Regions from separate parts of the Mus musculus genome. Here all the other regions are linked to region 1. Evidence: chromatin contacts called from public Hi-C and HiChIP or PLAC-seq data. All regions are on one chromosome and are shown on one strand. The core of a region is the stretch at or near the end of the contact, and the rest is flanking DNA. Distances in the headings are between cores, read along the strand shown.

What was found. A called contact is a pair of places that touch in the nucleus more often than the background predicts. HiChIP or PLAC-seq counts read pairs in DNA pulled down with a chosen protein or histone mark.
Region 2: a contact with region 1 is called in a Hi-C map of megakaryocyte-erythroid progenitors, with 3 times the contacts expected there. The contact joins the promoter of Lrrc59 here to the promoter of Xylt2 in region 1. A contact is called at or near these places in 15 of 39 promoter capture datasets (cranial neural crest, embryonic stem cells, frontonasal cranial neural crest and 9 more), 1 of 15 datasets of contacts at CTCF or cohesin (embryonic stem cells), 17 of 484 Hi-C or Micro-C datasets (the AML12 cell line, CD4 T cells, CD8 T cells and 12 more), 12 of 115 datasets of contacts at active chromatin or transcription factors (the 230-238 cell line, the HPC-7 cell line, the SCID.adh cell line and 5 more) and 4 of 9 other capture datasets (adipose tissue, embryonic tail, liver and 1 more).
Region 3: a contact with region 1 is called in an H3K4me3 HiChIP or PLAC-seq map of the SCID.adh cell line, with 16 read pairs. The contact joins the enhancer-like site here to the promoter of Xylt2 in region 1. A contact is called at or near these places in 3 of 39 promoter capture datasets (liver and macrophages), 1 of 15 datasets of contacts at CTCF or cohesin (the NIH/3T3 cell line), 18 of 484 Hi-C or Micro-C datasets (the AML12 cell line, CD4 T cells, CD8 T cells and 10 more), 7 of 115 datasets of contacts at active chromatin or transcription factors (the SCID.adh cell line, Th17 cells, embryonic stem cells and 2 more) and 3 of 9 other capture datasets (adipose tissue, liver and pancreatic islet).

The regions. Positions count from the first base shown.
Region 1 is chr11:94,675,538-94,680,541 of GRCm38.p6, reverse strand. It overlaps Xylt2 (xylosyltransferase II), which reads left to right and starts at 3,049. Exons shown (of 11, transcript NM_145828.3): 1 at 3,049-3,269. The coding sequence starts at 3,135.
Region 2 is chr11:94,626,726-94,631,714 of GRCm38.p6, reverse strand. It overlaps Lrrc59 (leucine rich repeat containing 59), which reads right to left and starts at 1,938. Exons shown (of 7, transcript NM_133807.2): 1 at 1,606-1,938. The coding sequence starts at 1,710.
Region 3 is chr11:94,718,968-94,723,725 of GRCm38.p6, reverse strand. Gm51874 (a long non-coding RNA gene) reads right to left here. Exons shown (of 2, transcript XR_003949593.1): 2 at 1-1,926. Among named protein-coding and RNA genes, the nearest start is that of Gm51874, 4.1 kb to the right of the region's middle. Within about 2 kb of position 3,460, at least 1 of the 459 cell types and tissues checked has an H3K27ac peak or open chromatin away from gene starts, as enhancers often do. A contact at or near this core is called in the SCID.adh cell line, where this site is marked.

The DNA.
Region 1 (5,004 bases), core at 1,800-4,299:
TAAAAGTAAAAGCATCCATCATAGGGACAGACCTGGAAACATGCTTATTACAGCCTTGTGGCACTGACAAGACCTGGGAACCTAAATAATGCCCTCCTCCTTCTCCTCCTCCTTCTTCTATCTAAAGATTATTTATTTATTTCATGTATGTGGGTACACTGTCGCTGTCTTCAGACACACCTGAAGAGGGCGTTGGATCCCCATTACAGATGGTTGTGAGCCACCATGTGGGTGCTGGGAATTGAACTGAGGGCTGAGGGCTGGAGAAATGGCTCAGCGGTTAAGAGCACTGCTGCTCTTCTAGAGGTTCTGAGTTCAATTCCCAGCAACCACATGGTGGCTCACAACCAACTGTAATGGGGATCCAATGCCCTCTTTGGGTGTGTCTGAAGACAGTGACAGTGTATTCACATACATTAAATAAATAAATAGTTATTTTTTAAAAGAGATGAATTAGTTAACCTATTCTACACAACTAGGGGGAATCTCTATGTATTTATGTTAAATAAAGAAGCAAAATGCAAAAAAAATGTTTATAATATGATAGCTTAAAAACACCCCCAACCCCCAATAAAATTATGATCCCTTCAAAGAGTAAAAATGAAACCTGTTTGTAAAATGGCACATTTGTAGTTCTGGCACTTGGGAGGTGGAGGCTGAAGAATCAAAAGTTCAACATATCCTGGGCTACATAGTTACAGGTCAGCCTGGGCTTCGTGAAACTTTGTTTCAGAGAAGATACAACAAAAACAAAGCCATGCGTGCAGGCTCACAGAGAGTCAGCATAGCATAATTTGAATGGTAATTACTCTCTGGGTTGCAAGTGATTCTTAGACAGTGAAAGCTCCTGTGACTACTGTTGCTATGATCAAGGGAAAGAAAGCTGTTTTCCTCGCTGGGGAAAAGTATCGGCAGGTAGCAGTCTCTAGGATCTGATTTAATGTACACACAGGTCGATATTTAATTAACATATCAATTGTTGGCATGTCAACTGATGTTTTTCCAAATCCTTGAAGGCTTAAATTCTCCTAAGTACCCAAAGTGTCATCTGAAACATTGTTTACAATTTCCCTTTTTAACAAGGCACAAACTGGGAGAGGCTTAGAGAAAGTTTACAGAGGTCCATCAAATGACTACACTGCTACATCATTTTCTTTGGTCTGCCCTTTAACCACTCTCCCTTTTGTCTTTAACTTCCTTGTTTATTTTTGTCTGTTTGTTTGTTTTGTTTTTGAGACAGGATTTCTCTGTTGTAGCCCCAGCTGTCCTGGAACTCACTTTGTAAGCCAGCCTTGGCTCAAACTCAGAGTTCCTCCTGCCTCTGCCTCCTAAGTGCTGGGTTATATTAAAGGCACTCACCATCATGCCGTGCTTGTTTCTAAAATTTTTGGACTTTCCTTTTCTTTGGATATAATCTCTTTTCCTAGACCTATTGATTGTGTTTTTTAAATTTTTTTCAATTTAATTTATATGATTTTTTTTCATGTATGTGTGTGTGGAGGTGGGGTCTTATGTGCAGCTGTGCATGCATATCAGAGGTCTGTTTCTCAGAGGCCACCTACTTTGTGATTTTAAGATGAACTCCAGGCTGGCTGGCCAGCCAGCCTCAAAGATACACCTATCTATCTCCCCAGTGCTGGATTTACAATAAAATACTACCACTCCAGGCTTTTTATGTAGGTGCTGGGGACTGAACTTGGGTCCTCACTGAGCCATCTCTTACAGTGGTTCCAAAATCTTCTTTATAACCTTATCACCCTTCCATTCCACGGATGTATAAATTCTTTATGATGCCTTGGGCCTGTTATCCTAGCACTCTGGAAGTGGAGGCGGGTAGATCAGAAGTTCAAGGTCAACCTCAGCTGTATTTTGCTGGCCTGGGATACACGAGACACTATCTCAGACAAACGAAGACAAACTTCTGTTTTGCACTTGGGAGGTAATGATGGGAGAGTCAAGAATTAAAAGCTACTGTAGACAATAAATACTTTACCAAGTTGGTGAGAGTCCTAGTGTAAGGCAGATCAGGCCAGGTAGCACAGCAAGGCAACTGGATCAAATAGCTCGCTTGTTTGTTTACTTAAAATGTGAAGCGTTTCTGCTGTGGGTTTTGTTGCCTCTAGTCACCTTGCTCTGGCAGGCACCTTCTTACCTCCTTCCACTGCCCACCGTGGTCTGCTGGGATCAGGTGAGGCCCCGGGTGTGTTTAGTCCTTACTGGACACGGCTCTTGAACACGCCAGAAAGCAGTATGGTCAACCAGGTGGGTTCTCTCAGCTCCCTACTCTCCTAACATTTACTGAGCTTTAAAGCTGAGGGCCAAGGCTTCAATGGCGAACGAGGCACGTTCGCAGAGAAATTACCACCAGATGCTTAAATTGTGCTAGCGAGGCACAAGCCAAGATGTCACTGATGGGGTGGAGCGAAAACAGCATATGCTAAGGTCTGGTGGGTCTCCAAGCGTGATCCCAGAGCAGCAGCAGCAGCGGAACTTGTTGAAAAATTTAATTCTCGGAGGTTCTAAACTCCAGGAGTGAGAACTGGCGCTGTTTTTTAAATCATCTTCCAGGAGATTCTGACGTAAGCTAGAAGTTGAGAGCCACAACACCAGCAGAGGCCTGAGGATGCTTGGGATGAGAGGTTGCAGAGTGGCAAGTCAATTTCGTGAAGAGCCTCAGAAGTCAGTCAAGGGCCTATGCTTTGTCTTCAGGGATGCGGCCTTCAGATTTTAGGCAGGGCAGGTGGTACTCACACGTCTTGAGAGTGCCAGCATTTCCCAGGGGTGGGGGCCAGCTGACTCCCCCTCCCCCCATGCCCTGCGACACCAGAGCGGTCAGGCCGCAGATCCTCCGCACTCCGGGACAATGCTTTTGCGGTCAGGAAATGATTCTTCCACAGGCAGACACTCATAGAGATGTGGAAAAGACCCCAAGCACAAGACTCAAACCTTGGAGACAGAAACGAGCGGACCGCCTACTGCCCCACGCCCAGCCCACGAGAGGGTGGGGCCTCGGGCCCCGCCCTTTGCCCGCCCATCTGGGCGGAGTGAGGAGGGACTCCGGGGCCCCGCGCCTGTGCGCACGCCCGCGGCCGGTTTGCAGGGCCGGACGCGCGCCCCGCGTCCCGGGCAGGAAGATGGTGGCGAGCGCGCGGGTGCAGAAGCTGGTGCGGCGCTACAAGCTGGCGATCGCCACCGCACTGGCCATCCTGCTGCTGCAGGGCCTGGTGGTGTGGAGCTTCAGCGGCCTGGAGGAGGACGAGCCGGGCGAGGTGCTCCGACGGCCGTGCGGGCGGGCAGGCCGGGCGCGGGGGCGCGCGGGGTCCTGGCGGGGCTGCGGGCGGCCCCGGCCAGGCAAGTGGGGCACGGGCCGCGTGCGAGCAAGGCGCAGGCAGCCTGCTGGAGCCCAGCCTCCGGTCCCCAACGCTCCCTTTACTGGAGGGCCTGGCTGGCTGCGTGAGGGAGCGGTGCGTGACTCGGAGGTCGAGGCGGCCGGCGAACTGGGGGGCGCGAAGGGATGAGCGGGACATGGTGGGATGGTCTCCGTCCCGGGGAACGATGAAGGTCAGGCTCGGGGATCTGGGCTGGGAGGAGCGACTGGGCCCCAGCCTGCTCGGAGGTGGGGAGCCTCAGGCCAAACTTTCTGAAGTTGGGAGGGGGCGGTGGTGTACGTGCTGTGGGCGGAAGAGTGGGGGCCAAGGGACCCTGGGCATTCGTGTTGAGCTGCGCCTGAGAAGCAGCGACTGGTGGTGAAGTGGAGCTCAGGGGGTGGAATTATGGCCTGTGACAAAGTGTATACACGGGAATAGAGTGAACAGGAGTCACCCCAAGGGAAAAAAAATACTGAAGTGTTCTCAAGGCGTGGCTTTCTCAGCCAGGGAAGAACCCTGGTGGATCTTCAGGAGGGGATGGGAATGGAAGGTGAACTGTTGAGTTGGCCTCAGGACATCAAAGGAGGAAAGAGGCATCTCTGGCTCTGGGGTAATGGAGGAGCAGCTGTGAGCTCCAGACCCTGACCCCAGGGATCTGCTTTCTCTTCACTGGTGCTTTTAGTTGCAGACTCAGACACACCCTCCTGGTTGTGTGGTTAGGAGGGGTCCAGTGGGGTCTAGGTCCGTTCTGGAAAGGTGGGGAGGGTCAGTCAAATCAAAGCCCTAAACTGTGGACAGAGATTAGGGGTTCTTGCTTCTGCCCCCCGCCCCCTTGTCCCTGTGTCTCCAAGGCTTCGGGACAGAGGCTCTCTTGTCACATCCTTTTGGGCTTTACCTGGTAGGGTGAAGAAGGCATGGAGCCTAGAAGCCTTCCCTTCCTGCACCTGGTCAGTCCCAAAGACCTGGTGTGGAGACTGGGAGAAGAGCTGCTCTTCCAGTTTTGGGGAGAATCAAGATGCTGAGGGGGTGAGGAGAGGAGGAACTTGGGACCGTCAGCGACTCCAGAAGGCGCCGAAGCCCGTCCTGGGGAAGCTGGCTGTGACTTGTGTAGGAAGAGCTTGTTCTTTGGGCAACTGGGACATCTCTGATGGTGTGGGCCGCAGAAGAGCCCTCTGACCCTCATCTATGTGAGGGGTCAGGCTGATGAGGACTCTGGGGAAGGGCATGTCAGAGAGTCTTCTCCTAAGTACATGGCCCATTGTGGCTGGTGGTTTGAGTCAATGAATGGGCTGAGCCCCTGCTGCTCTGCCCACAGCCAGGGGTGGAGAACCAGAGAGAGGTGAGGGAATTTAGAGTCTTTCCCACCCATCTGGCTGAAGAGAGGGAAGAGAATTTGGAATCTTCCTTCACTCAACACACATACAGACACACACACACATACACCACACCTGGCTGAAGCTGAGAAAGGAATCCTAGACCGGAATGGAGATAGGTCCCTAGCGGCCAAAATGTGGCGTTCTGGCAGCCACCCCAACAGATTGGAGTTGTGAAGCAGGATAGTGTAGTGCTTGTGGAGGTTAGCATGCAAATGAGACCGCTCTCTATGAGGCCTTGTCCTGGCTCTGCTATCAAGCTG
Region 2 (4,989 bases), core at 689-3,188, 48 kb after region 1:
TCAAGCTCCTTGGGCACTTCACGTTTTCTCTAGTGCCCCGTTATTTGGTTTCAGGGCAGGAACTGGGTCTAGTAAAGCACTGGGGTTTAATTTACTCATTTGTTCAGGTCTCTGACCACCAACATGTGTTGGTACTGAGTACCTGCTCTGGGGAGGGCCCTGGCTACAGAACAAGAGAGAAGGCCCTCATAGCCCGTCTCTAGTTCTCAGTGGTGTCCAGGACTAGAGAGGCTCTGCAGAACCGACCCTTTCTTCACCCCAAGGACAGCACTATAATGACCACATGCCTGTGGTGAAGGGGTTCCAGATAGCTTTCCTCGGGCCAGGCTCAAGTACATGTGGCCGTCTTCTGGAGAAGGACGGTGGACATGCAGTCAAGGGTCCCAGGTCCAAATCTCAGAGGTACGTCTGACCACTTTACGTGTAAAGAAGTTCCGGGTACCAGAGCAGGGAAAACACCAGCTACCTTCCAATTCTTTGTCTTATGATTTTTTTTTTTTTTTTTTTTTGGTTTTTCTAGACAGGGTTTCTCTGTATAGCCCTGGCTGTCCTGGAACTCACTCTGTAGACCAGGCTGGCCTCAAACTCAGAAATCCACCTGCCTCTGCCTCCCGAGCTCTGGGATTAAAGGCGTCCCCACCAGGCCCGGCTTGTCTTATGATTTTAACCCCCCTAAGTGTACGAGACCAGAACCATTAACACCATCTTACAAATGAGGAAATCTAGACACAAAGGTTGGCTGGTTAGCTTGCCAAGGACATCGAGCTATTGAGCAACGGGAGCTGGGAAGTGAACTGGGCATGCCATTCAAACCACCATACTACACAGCCACAAAGGGGGTGGGGGTGGGGATTCGGCCAATTGCCAAGGCCAAGTATAATCCCTTAATGGCAATAAGAAAAGTGTAGGTCATCCAAAGTGAAGCTAACATGAGACGTTAGAGCTAGGGAGCGCAGAGCTGGGTAAGCACTGATCGAGGATGTTGCTCTATGTTGGCAGCAAATTAAGTGTGTGCTGTCCCTAGGGCCTCAGGCTTCCAAATGGGATTGGGAGTGGAGGGAGATGGAGGGTGTGGCGCCATTCCGGACAGTTTCAGAGCAGCTGGGATGAGAACCTTTGCCAGTCCTGCAAAGAGATTTCACTTTCTTCAAGGAGAGCCGCCCCCAAGCTGCGAAAGCCAGCTGGGATTGCAGGCTTCTCAGGAAAAAGCTGGGTTCGGCGCCACACCCAGGTCTATCTGGAGGCCTACTTCCCGGGACCCGGTCATTCATTCATCCTCGAAACACATCCAGCAACCCTTCCCGCGGCTTTCCACTCTAAGGCCCAGCACGAAGCCGGACCTTGTTGAGAGCTCCCCAAAACCAGGACAAATTCATTACTGGCCCCGAAAAAGCCCAGGATCGGGTAGCTAGAGCGACCCTATCTCCTGGAACTGTGCCAAAGTGACACGTGTGCACCGCAATAAGAATACTGGGACCGACCGCAGCCTCCCAGGAGACCTAGTTTTTTAAAGAACGGGAAACTGAGGCTTAAGAGAGGGGCCTGCCCGCGTGGGGCCGGCGTCAGGAGTAGGTGGGCTCCCGAGGCTCGTGGGGTCGTACTGACCAGCTCCTTGACGGGGACTTCATTCAGGTCGCTGAGGCTCAGGTCCAGCTCATTGCCGTCCAGCTTGTCGCGGAGGTTCCCGCCCTTGCTACCGGCCTTGGTCATGATGACGCCGGCTAAGCGGGTCCCTGGCTCCCGGTTTCCGACGGGCAGGAGAGAGGGATGAGGGGCCGCTCGTGGGCTCGGCGGACTCACACCCAACGGACCACGCCTGCGCCTTAAGCCGCCGTCGCCTCCGCCGCCGCTGCGAGGCCTCCGCCGCCCGTCCGCTCGCCCGCCGCACTCCCAGCCCAGGGCCCCGCTCCCACCGGTGCCGCCGCGACGACGACCACTTCCGTGTCCACGTCACCTTCCGCGGCCACTGAGATGGGCTGGGCCAGAGAGGCCCGAGCGTGTACCGGCGCGCCCTCTGCCGTCCAGGCTGGCAAACTGCATCTGCGGGGCGCCACCTCCGCCGGGAGGAGCTGAGTTGCTAGACGTGGCAGTCCGGAGGCATCTGGAGCCCGAAAGGACAGAAACTGCACTTTCCATGACCTGTGTTTGCATCCCTCATAAGATCATCCCTATACTCTGAAATAGGAGCCAACTCTGAGGGTATCCTCCAAAATTTCTCCTAGCTTTCTTCCGAATTTACGGTTACTGTAAACTTCCTCTTCCTTTTCGGCTTCAGTCTTCAGCCCTCTTCTCTCCAGCCCTTTAATCTCAGCACATGAAAGATCCCTACCAATTAGAGGCCTGCCTGGTCTACATAACAAGTTCCAGGCCATGCAGGGCTACATAGCAAGAACCTGTCTGTAGTGGCTATTCCTGGTTGTCAACTTGACAATATTTGGAATGAACTACAATCCGGAATTGGAAGGCTCACCAGTGACCCTTATCTGGAGGCTTGGAGATCCTTATCTGGATCTTGGTTTGAAGATCTTGAGCCATAGTGGCTATGGATTCCAGAAGATTGAATCTCCGAGTTAAGGAACACACCTTTAATCTGGGCTATGCCTTTCATCTGGGATTAAAGGTGTGGTGGAACACACCTTTAATCTGGGCTACACCTTTTGCTGGAGACAATATAAGGACATTGGAAGAAGGGAGTCTAGCTCTTGCTCTTGCTCCTTTGCCTGCTTGCTGCGTGAGACTGAGTAACTGCTAGATCCTTGGACTTCCATTCACAGCTGCGACTGAACAATTGTTGGGAATTCGGCTGCCGACTGTAAGTCATCAATAAATTCCTTTACTATTTAGAGATTATCCATAAGTTCTGTGACTCTAGAGAACCCTGACTAATACAGAAGTTGGTACCAGGAGTGGTTCTAGAGTAACAGAAGTACAAGGATGAATCTTTTAAAATACTGGAATTGGCTTGTTGATCCACCAGCACTTTCAAATATTGAAACCTCTCCAGATTCTCTCCCTCCTGGGAGCTCAGAGAATTTTGAAGACCCATGGTTGAAACTATATTCCGAACTTAAAGAAGCTAATGCCCTTGATTTTCTTAATGAATTAGGTGATTCAGTGCACAAAGCTTTCTACAAGATGGGGAAAAAATCGAAAAATGATTTTACTGGCTGGCTGCTCTTAGTATCTGTGGAAAAAATGATGAATGAAAGGAAGGAGTTGTGTGATAAAATCGAAAGGCTCCAGACACAAGTAAACGATCTAAAAGTTGCTAAGTGTGTCCTTGAGGAGAATCTTCTCTCTTGTAGCAATAGAGCTCAAGTTGCAGAAAATCAAACAGAAACTCTCATTGTAAGGTTGGCTGAACTACAGAGAAAATTCAAGTCTCAGCCTCAGAGTGTGTCGACAGTTAAAGTAAGGGCTCTAATTGGCAAAGAATGGGATCCTACAACATGGGACGGGGATGTGTGGGAAGACCATGTTGAAGCTGAGAATTTTGAATCCTCAGATTCTCAAGGGTTTGCCCCACCTGAGGAAGTAGTACCCTCAGCCCCACCTCTTGAAATAATGCCTTCCCCACATGAGGAAATTAATTTTGCAGAGTCTGCTCACGGCCCACCAATAGTTTCTTCTAGACCTGTAACCAGACTCAAAGCAAAACAGGCTCCTAGAGGGGAGGTAGAAAGTATAGTCCATGAGGAAATTCGCTACACTACTAAGGAGCTTAATGAGTTTGCTAATTCATTCAAGCAGAAACCTGGTGAATATGTGTGGGAATGGATTTTAAGGGTGTGGGATAAGGGTGGAAGGAACATAAAACTAGAGCAGGCTGAGTTTATTGACATGGGTCCTCTGAGTAGAGATTCTAGGTTTAATACGGAAGCTCGCATAGTTAAAAAAGGTGTCAAAAGTTTGTTTGAATGGTTGGCTGAGGTGTTTATCAAAAGATGGCCTACTGGAAATGACTTGGAGATGCCTGATATTCCGTGGCTTAGTGTTGATGAAGGGATTTTAAGACTTAGGGAAATTGCAATGCTAGAGTGGATATATTGTGTAAAGCATAATTGTCCACAATGGGAAGGTCCAGAAGATATGCCTTTCACCAGCTCTATAAGACGCAAATTGGTGAGAGGGGCACCAGCACATTTGAAGGGTTTTGTTCTTTCCCTTTTCCTTGTGCCAGATCTTAGCATTGGAGATGCTTCTGCTCAATTAGATGAATTAAATTCACTGGGTTTAGTTGGATCCCGAGGTAACAAGGGCCAGGTGGCAGCATTGAATCGCCGGAGACAAGGTGATTCTAGTTATTATAATGGACAGCGTAGACAAAAGAATGTTTATAATAACATACCCAGTAATGGTCAGCACAGGAGAGGTGAAATTTATAATGGCATGACTCGCTTGGACCTTTGGTACTGGCTAATCAATCATGGTGTTTCCAGGAATGAAATACATAGGAAGCCTACTGCATATTTGTTTGATCTGTATAAGCAGAAAAATTCTCAAACAAATGAAAGAAAGGCTACATTAGATCGTGGTAAACAGCAATCTCGGCCAGTGAATCAATTTCCAGACTTGAGACAGTTTGCAGATCCGGAACCCCTTGAATGAAGGGGTGGCCAGGTTCCTCTGAGGAAGGATCTTGATAAGACACTCAAAGGTTTTGCTGTTACCCTTTCTCCAGTTCTTCCCCAGAGGGACCTACGGCCTTTTACAAGGGTAACTGTACACTGGGGAAAAGGAAATAATCAGACTTTTCGGGGTCTGCTGGATACTGGTTCTGAGTTGACACTGATCCCAGGGGATCCCAAGAAACATTGTGGCCCTCCAGTTAAAGTAGGGGCTTATGGAGGGCAGGTGATTAATGGAGTTTTGACTGATGTCCGACTCACAGTAGGTCCAGTAGGTCCCCGGACACATCCTGTGGTGATTTCCCCAGTTCCAGAATGTATAATTGGGATAGATATACTCAGAAATTGGCAGAATTCTCAT
Region 3 (4,758 bases), core at 2,211-4,710, 43 kb before region 1:
AGTTCTTTCATTTTTTTAAAAGCCTTCTAAAAGTGCTGCTAATGCATTAGAATATAGGACAAAACTGAAATCTTTTTTTAAGGAGTATTTCTCCCCTTCTGTACTACCCAAACCAGGAGTTTAAAAAAGAGGTCTGGTGTGACGTTTAATCTTGTCAATTTGACAGGATTTAGGACCACTTTAGAAACAAGTCTCTGGCCATGTTTTGAAGATGGAATTAACTGAGGTTGGAAGGTTCACCCCAAATTTGGATTTCTCCATTCCATGTGTAGAGTCCAGGCCTGACTAGAAAGAGGAAGGCAAACTGAGCAGCAGCCTCCTCTCGATGCTCCCTGACTTCAGATGCCACGCAGTCGGCTGCCTCAAGCTCCTGCCATGCCTTCTCTACCATGACGGCCTGTACCCTCGAACCATGAACCAAAGAAACCCTTCCTTCCTGAAGTTGCTTTCGTCAGATATTTTGTTCCAATAGACAAGTGATTAGTACAGCTGGGACACAGTTCAGGGGTCAAGTGCTTGTCCTAGGCATGAGTATCAACCTTCTGAGGTACACAGATGAGCAGCTCAGGCCTCCCTGTTCCCCAGTCCAGTGAGGCTCCTAGGAGTTCCTGAGAACCAATAAGAATATAGCGAGAATACTGATTGCCAGTGGCTGGCATTAAAACAGAGGCCAAGCCATGCTCTGAGCAGGCATCTTCCGGTGCATAACCTGCAGTGACCGGTGTGACTTGTGACTCCTTTGCAGATGAGAACTGGAGGCACAGAGCTAAGGTCCCCAACTTAGCTAAGTTAGCTAAGACTTTGAAGATTCAGGGTTGGAAGAGCCATGAGACCTGCTTCCAGAACTCAGAGTGGGATGGGATGCCTTGTGGTCTCCCAGGCTGTGGTGGAGGGGAAGTGCCCTTGAGTCTGCAGTGACCATAAGTGGTAATACCTCCATGCCTGGCACTTCTGAGAAAGAACATGGTCTCTGGGTCTCAATTTCCAAACTGGAAGTGACTCTTGGGAATTCAGGATGGGATGGGACTATGTCATGGCTTCTGACCCTTCTGGTCATTGATCTTGCTCTTCTGCCCACTGTGTTTCTGGAAGAGGACTGTTTGGTGGTCGTGTAACTATGTGACTGGGATGAAAAGCCGGGTTGACTTCTATGGACAGAGCAGCGAAACAGCTCTGTGGCTGTTAAAACAGGAGGTTATGGAGCTGAAGAGAGCTCATCTGTTAAGAGTGGTTCTGCTATTCCAGAGGAACCCAATTCAGCTCTTAGCACCCTGTCCAGTGGCTCATGGTGCCTGTGGCTTCAGTCCTTGGGTATCCAACTCTCTCTTCTGGCTTCCTTGGACACTGCATGTGCATGACATGCATGCACACATACAAATATATCTATACATATATGTATATATGTGTGTGTATATATAAATTTAAAAATCATAAAAACAAATCTTAAAGCAAAAACAAAACAAAACAAAACAAACAAAAAACCCTGTTACATAGGAGAGAGGTTGCTGAGTTTTGGGCCTGTTTGGTAACCTGCAGCAGGAAGGAAGGTCCACCAAGAGGGGAATGGAACAAGGTGCCAGGCCAGGCTACAAAAGGCACGTCCATCCATCTAGGCAAAGCTGCAGGGGGGAGGCGGGCTACCTCTCCTTGCCTCAAGCCCCCTGCTGCCAGCTGGAGGAGAGAGCCCTGGAAAGTGACCTGGAGACTCCTGCAGAAAGACCGCCAAGAAAAGGAACTCCAGCTGAGATCTGAGAAGAGTGGGAGTCCAGGAAACACCCAGACTGCTGTCTGTTTGTAAACGGTCTCTCTTCCAAGTGGAACCAAGACTTATTTGGCAAAGAATGTCCTCTCCCTCCTCCGGGAAGAAGGTGACCCAGGAATGGGAACCACAGGGAAGCTGCTCCTCTATATGGCTCTGGCATCTTCCTAAAATAAATAATTGAATTATTGGAGCTGCGAAAATGAGGGCAGAGTAAACTTTGGAGGATTCCTAGTGTGTGGGACCAGGGTGTGGGTCTGTATACATGACGGATTTCAACAGTGGTGGAAGTGTCCCTTATATCGTCTGTGCTGAATGGTGGAGGGTTTTCTTTGTATAAATATATAGCTGTAGAGCTAGAGACTTGGTTCAGAGTGTAAGGGCGCCCACCTTCATGTCTGTGTTCCATCCTTAGAACCCACATGGATAGGAGGAGAGCTATTTCCAGAAAGTGGAAGGGAAAGCAGTATTTATACACGTGCCACGGCACATTCATGTGTGAACACACAGATATTACTAAATGTAAGAAAATAATAAATTGGAGGAGACTAGGAAGATGTTCTTACACAAATATGTTTCAAATCACTAATAGACATGCTATTTTTTGAGAAGGGCACAGAAATACTTAGTGGCAAGAAAAGATAATTCCCCCAACATCTTTACCTTCACACACATATTCCTCTGTCATTAATATTTTGCCTTTGTGATGTGTGTGTGTGTGTGTGTAATGTATATAAATATATATTTAAATAGATAGATATTTTACCGATGGGGATTGAACCCAGGGCCTCATATATCCTAGGCAAGGAGTTTCCCAAATATGCCAGGTGTGGAGACTTTGTTACAGTTGATCCAGTGTTCATATGCTGTTATCACCAAAAGTCAATCTTTTACTCAGAATCCATTCTTCTCACTGCATAGTCTACTGATTTTGACAATAGACAGGTGTGTACCATTATATTATCAGAATAGTTCACTACTCTAAAAATCCCCTGTGCTCCATTTGTTATTAATACACCTCCAAACGGAAGGTTTTAGATTTAAGAGCCAATGTGATCAAGTGCCCTTCCTCATGACAGGGACAGCTTGACCACCATGTTCAAAGTTTCAGAAGCCATCAAAATGATCCTAAACTGATAACCTCAGGAGAGGAGGCCAGGGCATACACAGTAGCCAGTGCCTGTGATCTCTGCACTCAGGAGGCAGAGGCAAGAGGATGGGTACAACTCCAAGGCTGCACTAAGTTCTAGACCAGCCAGGGCTACAAAGAAAAACTGTGTCAGGTCTGAAGAGATAGCTCAGTGATTGAGAGTACTAACTGCTCTTCCAGAGGTCCTGAGTTCAATTCCCAGCAACCACATGGTGGCTCACAACCATCTGTAATGGATTCTGGTGTGTCTGAAGACAGCTACAGTGTACTCATATACATATAATAAATAAATAATTAAAGAAAAAGAAAGAAAGAAAAAACCATGTCCTATAAAGAGAGAGAAAACAGGCTGGAGAGATCATTAAGAGCACTTGTTCTTCCAGAGGACCTGGGTTTGAATCCTAGTACCCTGGTGGCAGCTCACAATAAATAGTTCAAAGCCAGTTCCAGGGGATCCAGCACCACCTTCTGGCCTCCACAGGCCCTAAGCACACATGTGGTGCACAGACACATGCACAGGCAAAACACTCACACATATAAAATAAAAGAAATAATCCTTAAGCCAGGCATGGTGGCGCATGCCTTTAATCCCAGCACTCGGGAGGCAGAGGCAGAATTACTGAGTTTGAGGCCAGCCTGGTCTACAGAGTGAGTTCCAGGACAGCCAGGGCTACACAGAGAAACCTTGTCTCAAAAAAACAAAAAAGAAAAGAAATAATTCTTAAGACACACACACACACACACACACACACACAGAGAGAGAGAGAGAGAGAGAGAGAGAGAGAGAGAGAGAGAGAGGCTGTGAGCTAGAGACGACTCAGTGGTTAAGAGCAGACTAGAGTTCAGTTCCCAGCACTCTGGAGTGGCTTACAGCTGCCTGTAGCTCCAGGGACTTGGTACTTTAAAAAAAAAATCTAAAAAAAAGAAACGCAGGGCACACTGGAGAGTGGTGGCTTAGTTAGTAGTGTTTGCTGCGCAAGCGTGAGGAACCGTGTCTGGATCTCCAGACCCCACAGACAAAGCTAAGTATAGCAATGTATGCCTAGAGTGCTAGTGTTAAAGAGAAACAGGGTTTCTCTGTGTAGCCTGGCCAGGCAAACTAGTGAGCTCCAGGTTCAGCGAGAGATCTTGGTTCAAAAGATAAGGCAGAGAAAGATGGAGAAAACCATGAATAGTCAACCTCTGGCCTCCACATGTTCTGGAGTATACATGGACATGCACATATATGTACACACACACACAGAGGGGGGTATAAAACTTGCTCAAATATACAGCAACAGTGTTTTATGTGCTACACCTCTGGAGTCCAAGGAGACTTTGGGTGACCACCCCAGCCACTACACAGGAAGTGGTTTCTCCAGCCTAGCCCAAGGCATTCTGGGTAGACTCCATCTAGCTGATTCATACACAGGTGTTGATCTGCATCAACAAAATCCCAAACCACATTTATTTAAACAACAGAAGACATCTAAACACCCTCAGGAGAGGGACTGTCTCTGCTAGAATCATCCCGCCCTTCTGTGTGGCTGACAAAATGGTTCAACCTTAATCTCCAAGGGGCCCCTTGATCGTGTAGAGATGGGGGACTCTCCTGCACTGTTGGGCTTTTCTGCACTGGTGCCTTCCATTCTTTGTTGTGTGTGACGTTTACCTTCATCTCAAAGCAGCTGTGTTTCTCTCTAGGTACACACAAAAAGGCAGGCTCCCACCATCCCAGCCGGCCTTTATACGTTTTTCCGGTTAAAGGTGTAGTTCCCTTATCAAATCTCTGTTAAACTGCACGGGAGGACAGCTGACCTGTCTCATGGAGGGCCTTTTCCACCTTGTTATCACGAAAGGTCAGGCAGTT